Regions from separate parts of the Arachis hypogaea genome. Here region 1 is linked to region 2. The links are chromatin contacts, called in public Hi-C maps. All regions are on one chromosome and are shown on one strand. Each heading gives the region's core, a stretch centred on a gene start, on an enhancer-like site or on the middle of the called end of the contact. The rest is flanking DNA. Distances are from core to core; before and after follow the strand shown. Region 1 has its middle 6.0 kb from the start of LOC140179550. Region 2 holds the start of LOC112750900 (bidirectional sugar transporter SWEET4).

Region 1 (3,401 bases), core at 452-2,951, 54 kb after region 2:
AAATAATTTTAAAAAATAATTAATGTTGATCGAAAAAAGGTTGAATACCTACCATTATTTTTCAATAATAGGCAAATGCGGTACAAGATTCTCTTAAACAATCTGTGTCAACTGTCAAGAATAGAGAAAGTTAGGTTCAAGTGCCAAAAAGCGATGATATTATCTACGATTTTGGGACACTTCACCCACCAACAATTTCGTGTTGGTGCCTAATTTCACGTTTTCTCTTTAACAAACTGATCCTATATAATCCAACCTACTTTCCTTTTCCCTATTAAGAAAGGAATACATAAATTTTACCCTCAGTACGTAGAGGCAGTAGTTGATTTTCAAAAATTAAGTTTTTTACATCCAAAAAATATCATATCGGTTGGTATACTTGCAATTGTTTGTATACAAGTTTCCGTTACTATATTTTGACTCTAACCCAAATGAAAGTAATACCGTAATAAAAAAAAAATGTATAAATTTTTATTAATTTTGTTTGGATTAACATACATAAATTTTGATTTTGAGCATATAATTTTGTTTAGGTTAATAAATACATACATTTCAATATATATATATATATTCCAGCAAAATGTAATAATGTAAGAAAAATGTTTTAGAATAGAAAAGAATAAAAGAGATTTTGACAAGAATTAAAGGAGAGAGATAATTTTATTGAAAAAATTTTTAAGACGAAAAGATACAATTACTAATTTTTTGATTGTCAACTATATTTCTATTAAAATTAGTAGTATCAAAAAATATTTTAAATTTAATATTATCAAAAAAAATAAAAAAAAATTATATAAGGACTAATTTGATTAATTTTTAATTTTTCAGGGATGAAAATGACTTACGTCTGAACTTTCAAAGACTATTTTGATTATAAATAATTTTTTTACATGTCAAGTGCCACGTGTCACTGAACTGACACGTCAACCAATCATCTTGTGACACGTGGCATTAGCCCTCACGTCATTATATCCCACGTGGCACTTAACGTGACACGTCATCATCCAATTGACGGAAGGGCTAACGTGGCTAATCGTGTATCTTTCGGAGACGATTTCGATTAACTTTATTTTTCGAGGACCAAAATGGAAATCATGGCATCTTTTAGGGACGATTTTGACTATTTACTCATAGATAAATATATCATTTCTAGTTTTAAACAATTTTAAAAAAATGAACACAAATTCTATTTAAGTTTGATAATTGATATTTAGATTGTATATACATCTAATAGAGTTATCAACTTAATTATTAAGTTTCAAAAGTTGAATTATAAAAACTCTAATAAATAAAATTGAAATAATCATATCACTTTCTCATTATAAATACTAAATATATATTTTTTTAAATTCTTTGGTTCTTTTTTAATTAGCTCATCAGTAACCTATGTTTAATCCTCCATAAATACTATCCTTCAAAAATTTATGTAACAGTGATCTCAATTAAAATATTTCAAAGACAACTCATTATTAGAATAAATTAATTGAATAAATTTACATCAATATGATAAACTTAACCCTTTTTTTTTGTTTATTCTCAACTTTTTTTATATTTTTGGGTGATATAAGACAACTTTAACTAATTTCTTAGGCCACAAAAAAAAAATTATACTCCAATATTAAAAAAGAGTCCCATTACTTTGGCCCAATCCACACAACCTAAACAATTAATGCTCAGACCTTCTCCACTCCATAGCTAGCTGAAACACAAGCCAATCATACTTGCACCGCAAGACTTGGTTTTGTGGCACCTAAGTTTGTCTTGCTAGGAGGTGCATCGGGTTCAAATTCTAGCTATGTCTTAAAAGTTGATATATGAAACCCATTGAAAAATGAAAGGGAGTGTGTGTAAAGGTACTTGACAAAAAAACAAAAAAGCCGATCATACTTAAGCTACACTAACAACCATACCACCAGACCTCAAAAACAACATTTCGAACCTTTCTTTTTGGCTAACAGAGCAGCAGGGTAGAACTGCACACGGATCGAATCGGATCGGATATAGCCTAAAATTCTATCCGATCCGCACTGCATTCATTGGATCGGATCGGATACGATACTTGCAATTTTTTAGGCCCGATCCGATCCGCATAATTGCGGATCGGATCAGATCGGATATCGAGTATATCCGCATAATTCAAAAAAAATGTTTTCAAATTCCATTTGGCTGTTTTTATTAAAAAAAAAAAAAATCATTTTTCACCTGTTTATGCATATTTAATTTTAAAATATTATTAATAAAAGTTCTCTTGAATAACAAAAAAAAAATAATAACACAAGATTTAAGTTTAATTATTCTAAGTCGAAATACAACATAAAAAATAAAAAACAAGATATCATAAAATTCATAAAACAACACACTAAATTCATACCACATTAGGGTTTATTTTCTTAAACTATACTATTTATATGTGATGTGCGGATATATGCGGATTTGCAGATCGGATCCACGGATATCACTGCCAAATCCGCAATCCGATCCTACCATAATACGGATCGGATTCGATCCAATCCGATAGCTCTACAGATCAAATAATATCCGCAAAATTTAGATCGAATTCAAATAATTACCACAAATATGTGAATATTATCCGATGCATGTGCAGCCCTAAACAGGGACAGGGGCAGTCCTCACCATGTTTTACATGTTAGCATCTTTATATAAAGAATTTCTATTTACATCACAGCCTTTCATATATTTAATTCATTATTTGGATGTTAGATAATCATTAGTATACTAATGTATTAGTAAAATACATTGACATATATGAAAATCTTCCAAAATTATAAATGTAGTGGTCATGATGGTAATTGTTGTAATTTAAAATATCGTGATAAAATAATAAGAGAAACAAAAACATATTAATAGAAGAAAAAATAGTACTTTGAAAAGAAAAAAATTAATTTTAATATAGAACTAAAATAGGATAAAATAAAATATTTTTAAGATAAAAATAAAACATTTTAAATGTTGTAGACAATTAAAATTTAATCCAAAATTTAAAAACTAAAAGAGTAATTTACCCTAACATATATATCATTTTCTGTAAGTAAATAATTGCAATGTTTTTGAACTATTTACAACTATATACGTCAATCGCATTAGGATTTGAGAATTTGATGCAGTTACGAAAGCATGTAAATTGCACCAAGGAGTGTAATTCAAAAAGAGAACCCAAATCACATGTCCCAAACTATTTAAGCAAATCATTAGAAATGAGTTTGTAAATAAATTGCAGTGGGATAGGACTTTTCTTTGAAGCTCATAAATGCCACTGCGATTTACGCTGTTTTGCGTACAAAGGATAAATTTCGATCCGATTTATTTTTTTAGATGGTTCAAAACAAATTCGTTCCGAAAATAGGAGAAAAAGAAGAACTAATGGAATTATTTGTTTTTTT
Region 2 (3,246 bases), core at 129-2,628:
TGGATAGCAATTTTTTTTTTAAACGAAAAAAGCTGTTTTACAAAAATTAGTATGTTCAAGTGATTTAAAAAGTATAATTTAAGCCATTAGAGTTGCTAAAAAAATTGTTTTCAAGCAAAAATCTAACTGAAATTTGGACCCTTTTTTCTGGAAAAAAAAAAAATAAAGCTACAGAATTAGTACAATTTTTTTTATAAACTGACATTAAGAAAAAGGCTCAAACACAATAATAGAATGTGTTAGCTAAAATTACTGATCAATAATATAAAGATTATTAGGCCCTGAAATTTTCTCTTAAAAATTTTGTTTCAATTTGAAAAAATAAATTAATACCATATTTTACCCTATTACATTGCTATGTTACTTTTTTTTTTAATTGATTCATACCTGTTTTAGTAATTTACCAAAAACATTTACTTTTTAAAAATCCAAACACCACAGATTAAATTAAAACTACTTTCCAACTAAATTATCCAAACATAAATTTATTCTTAAATAAGCAATGATATATATAAAAAAAAACCTTCTATACAAATAAACAATTTTTAGAAATAAGCATAATTTTTCAGCTTACCCAATCATAGCCTTATAAGCACAAGAAAGATTACATAATAAGAGGTAGAAAAAAAACGAAAACCAAAAAGCAGAGGAAATGGACGTACACGTCCTTTGGTGGGGGCATAAATGTAATATATGGTGAGATAGATGAACTCAAATCCAAGGCCAACGCTATTGATGGTGAGGACTAGAATGCTGTGAGGGTGCACGAAAGGAAGCCCGTAGAACACCCAAAATGCACAGTTCAGCACTGTTGCTATGTATGGATCAGGTTTGAATTCCTCCACCGACTTCTTCTTTATTATCGTATAGAAAGTTGGCCTGAAATTAATATTTCTTTAAATAACAAAAATAACCGAAAATTTTTAATTCTATACAAAAAAAAAAATAGAGGAATCGAGAGAAGTTAATTACGCAGGTGAGAAGAACAAGAGGAACGAGATGACATTTCCTGCACGGAAACGGAAAACACACCATCAAACGCGAAAACCTTACTCTAATCGGGTTCTTTCTTTTGCATGCAAAGATTGAAGACATTCTAAAGAAGTAGAAAAGAAATTGAGAATTTCCGTTGTCGATTCGGATGAAAGAAAAGCAAATCAGGTAATTGACGACGTTGCAACTTGCAGGTTAAGTAATGGAGGAGAAAGAGAAGAGAAATCAAGAAGCAAGGCAAGAACTAACCGATAATGCCGATGACGTTACGAGCTACTGCGGCGCTCACCATTTTCTTTTGCTACTGATTTAATGCACCACATACAATTTCACACATAAACAGAGAGAGAGAGAGAGCAGGAATGCGCAAGCTGTTAAGACGGTTATAAGTTATATAGAAATATGAAATAAAGAAAAAGAAAAAAGAAAATAATCATCTTGTCATAGGTAGTAAAAAATTCTATTTTCTAGTCATATCAACTTCACTCTTTTTTAAAAAGTATAAAAATAAAAAATTAAGAATTATTGTTATAAAAATGAGTTAAAATTAATTAAACAAATATTATTAAATAATTAACAGATAAACAATCAGTGTTTTAAGTATGAAAAAATATGGATAGCCAATAAAAATATTAAATAATGTGAATAATAAATAGATATGCTATTAGTTATTTTAATATTAAGATTTAGGTGAATAATTTAAAGTATAATATATTTTATTTAAATTGGGTCAATTTTAAAATTTATTGTTCATATTATTCAAGAAAATCATTAATTTCTAACATAGAGCAGTAAACCGGCAAGTATTTTGTTAGAGACAAAATTTAACAAGGTGTATACCAAGTATTACCCTAAAACTAATGATTAGCAGGTCAATTTTTTATAATATTTCCATTTTTTTTTAATTTACTTCTCTTTTTCAACTTATCTCCCACAATTATATGCGCTCTGTCCTCTCTCGTTCTTTCTTTTCGTCTCTATAGCTTCTTCCCTTCTTTCGCTGCTATACATCTCCACATACAACAATGATACAGGTTAATTCATTATCTTAATTAATATTCTTAGAGAACTATTTTAATTAAATATAATTATTAATTTGTTAAAGCACACAAACACATATGCACACATATATAGGTATTTATTTAAAATTATGCTAGTATTATTTTATTTGTGGTAAAAATTCACATATAATAATAAAATTAATAATAAAAAATTATACTTATATACATAAATAAGAGAGAGCAGTTGCATTGCATCTTGCATGTATGTGCTATGTGGTGAGGGGATGCAAATTGGATTACGTAATTGAGGGTGTAATGTTAGTCAATTTACAATTGCATGGTATATGTCACACAAACAGTCAACCGCAACTTATCTCAAATAAAGAGAGAATCCACATCTCATTACCGATAGCATACAATCCAAAGATCATGATCATGACACCTGCCTCTGTCTTTTATTCTGCATCGGCACTGTTCTAGCATGCCGAAACTGCTGTGTATCTGAGCCCCATAAATCCATAACTCAGAGGGGCTCACACTCACTGCCATTTAGATACTTTGATTCAAAATATATAATTTTTTGGGATTTGAGTAAATTGGTCTCATTTAACTTTTCAGTCTAATTAATTTTAATCTGATTCAAACAATTTGCAATGATTTGAGTTAGATTAGTTTATTTGATTTTAGAACTAATAAAAGTTTAAGAGGTTAATATTAAATTTTTGTTTTATATAAAATTAAGGCAAATATTTAAAATTAACTTAAATAAAAAGTTATTAAAAAATAATTTTAACATATTTTTTTTAAGGAGAAAAAATGAAACATAAATTATGAAAAAAATAAATAAAGAGAATGACATTATTTTGAGAAAAAAATATGCTACACACATACATACATATACACATATATATTATATTAAAATCAATTACTAAATTAATTATTCATATATAATACATATTAAAATATAAAACATATAATAAAAATAACTTAAAATAATATATATTTATATACAAATATATAATAACTAATTTTTTTTATATATATAATATTTTTAGGAAAAAACCAATAATTAAGAGAGAATGAAGATATTTATAGTCACTTATTTTGATATTTTAACATCTAAAATATTTATCTTAAAATTTATTTAATATAACAAAAGATCTGAAAAACAAATTCTCTAATAAAATCATATAATTGATTGAGGCAATTATAAACATTTAGAAGCTTTTTTTTTTTTTGGAAAAAAAGACTT

The links. Hi-C and Micro-C count contacts between places; a contact is called where the count stands out from the background.
Region 1: a contact with region 2 is called in a Hi-C map of leaf, with 3 times the contacts expected there. The contact joins the enhancer-like site here to the promoter of LOC112750900 in region 2. A contact is called at or near these places in 2 of 8 Hi-C or Micro-C datasets (both in leaf).

The regions. Positions count from the first base shown.
Region 1 is chr15:139,818,535-139,821,935 of arahy.Tifrunner.gnm2.J5K5, forward strand. No RefSeq gene overlaps it. Among protein-coding and RNA genes, the nearest start is that of LOC140179550, 6.0 kb to the right of the region's middle. Within about 2 kb of position 1,702, at least 3 of the 3 cell types and tissues checked have open chromatin away from gene starts, as enhancers often do.
Region 2 is chr15:139,765,228-139,768,473 of arahy.Tifrunner.gnm2.J5K5, forward strand. It overlaps LOC112750900 (bidirectional sugar transporter SWEET4), which reads right to left and starts at 1,379. Exons shown (of 6, transcript XM_025799819.3): 1 at 1,243-1,379; 2 at 973-1,009; 3 at 663-879. The coding sequence starts at 1,285.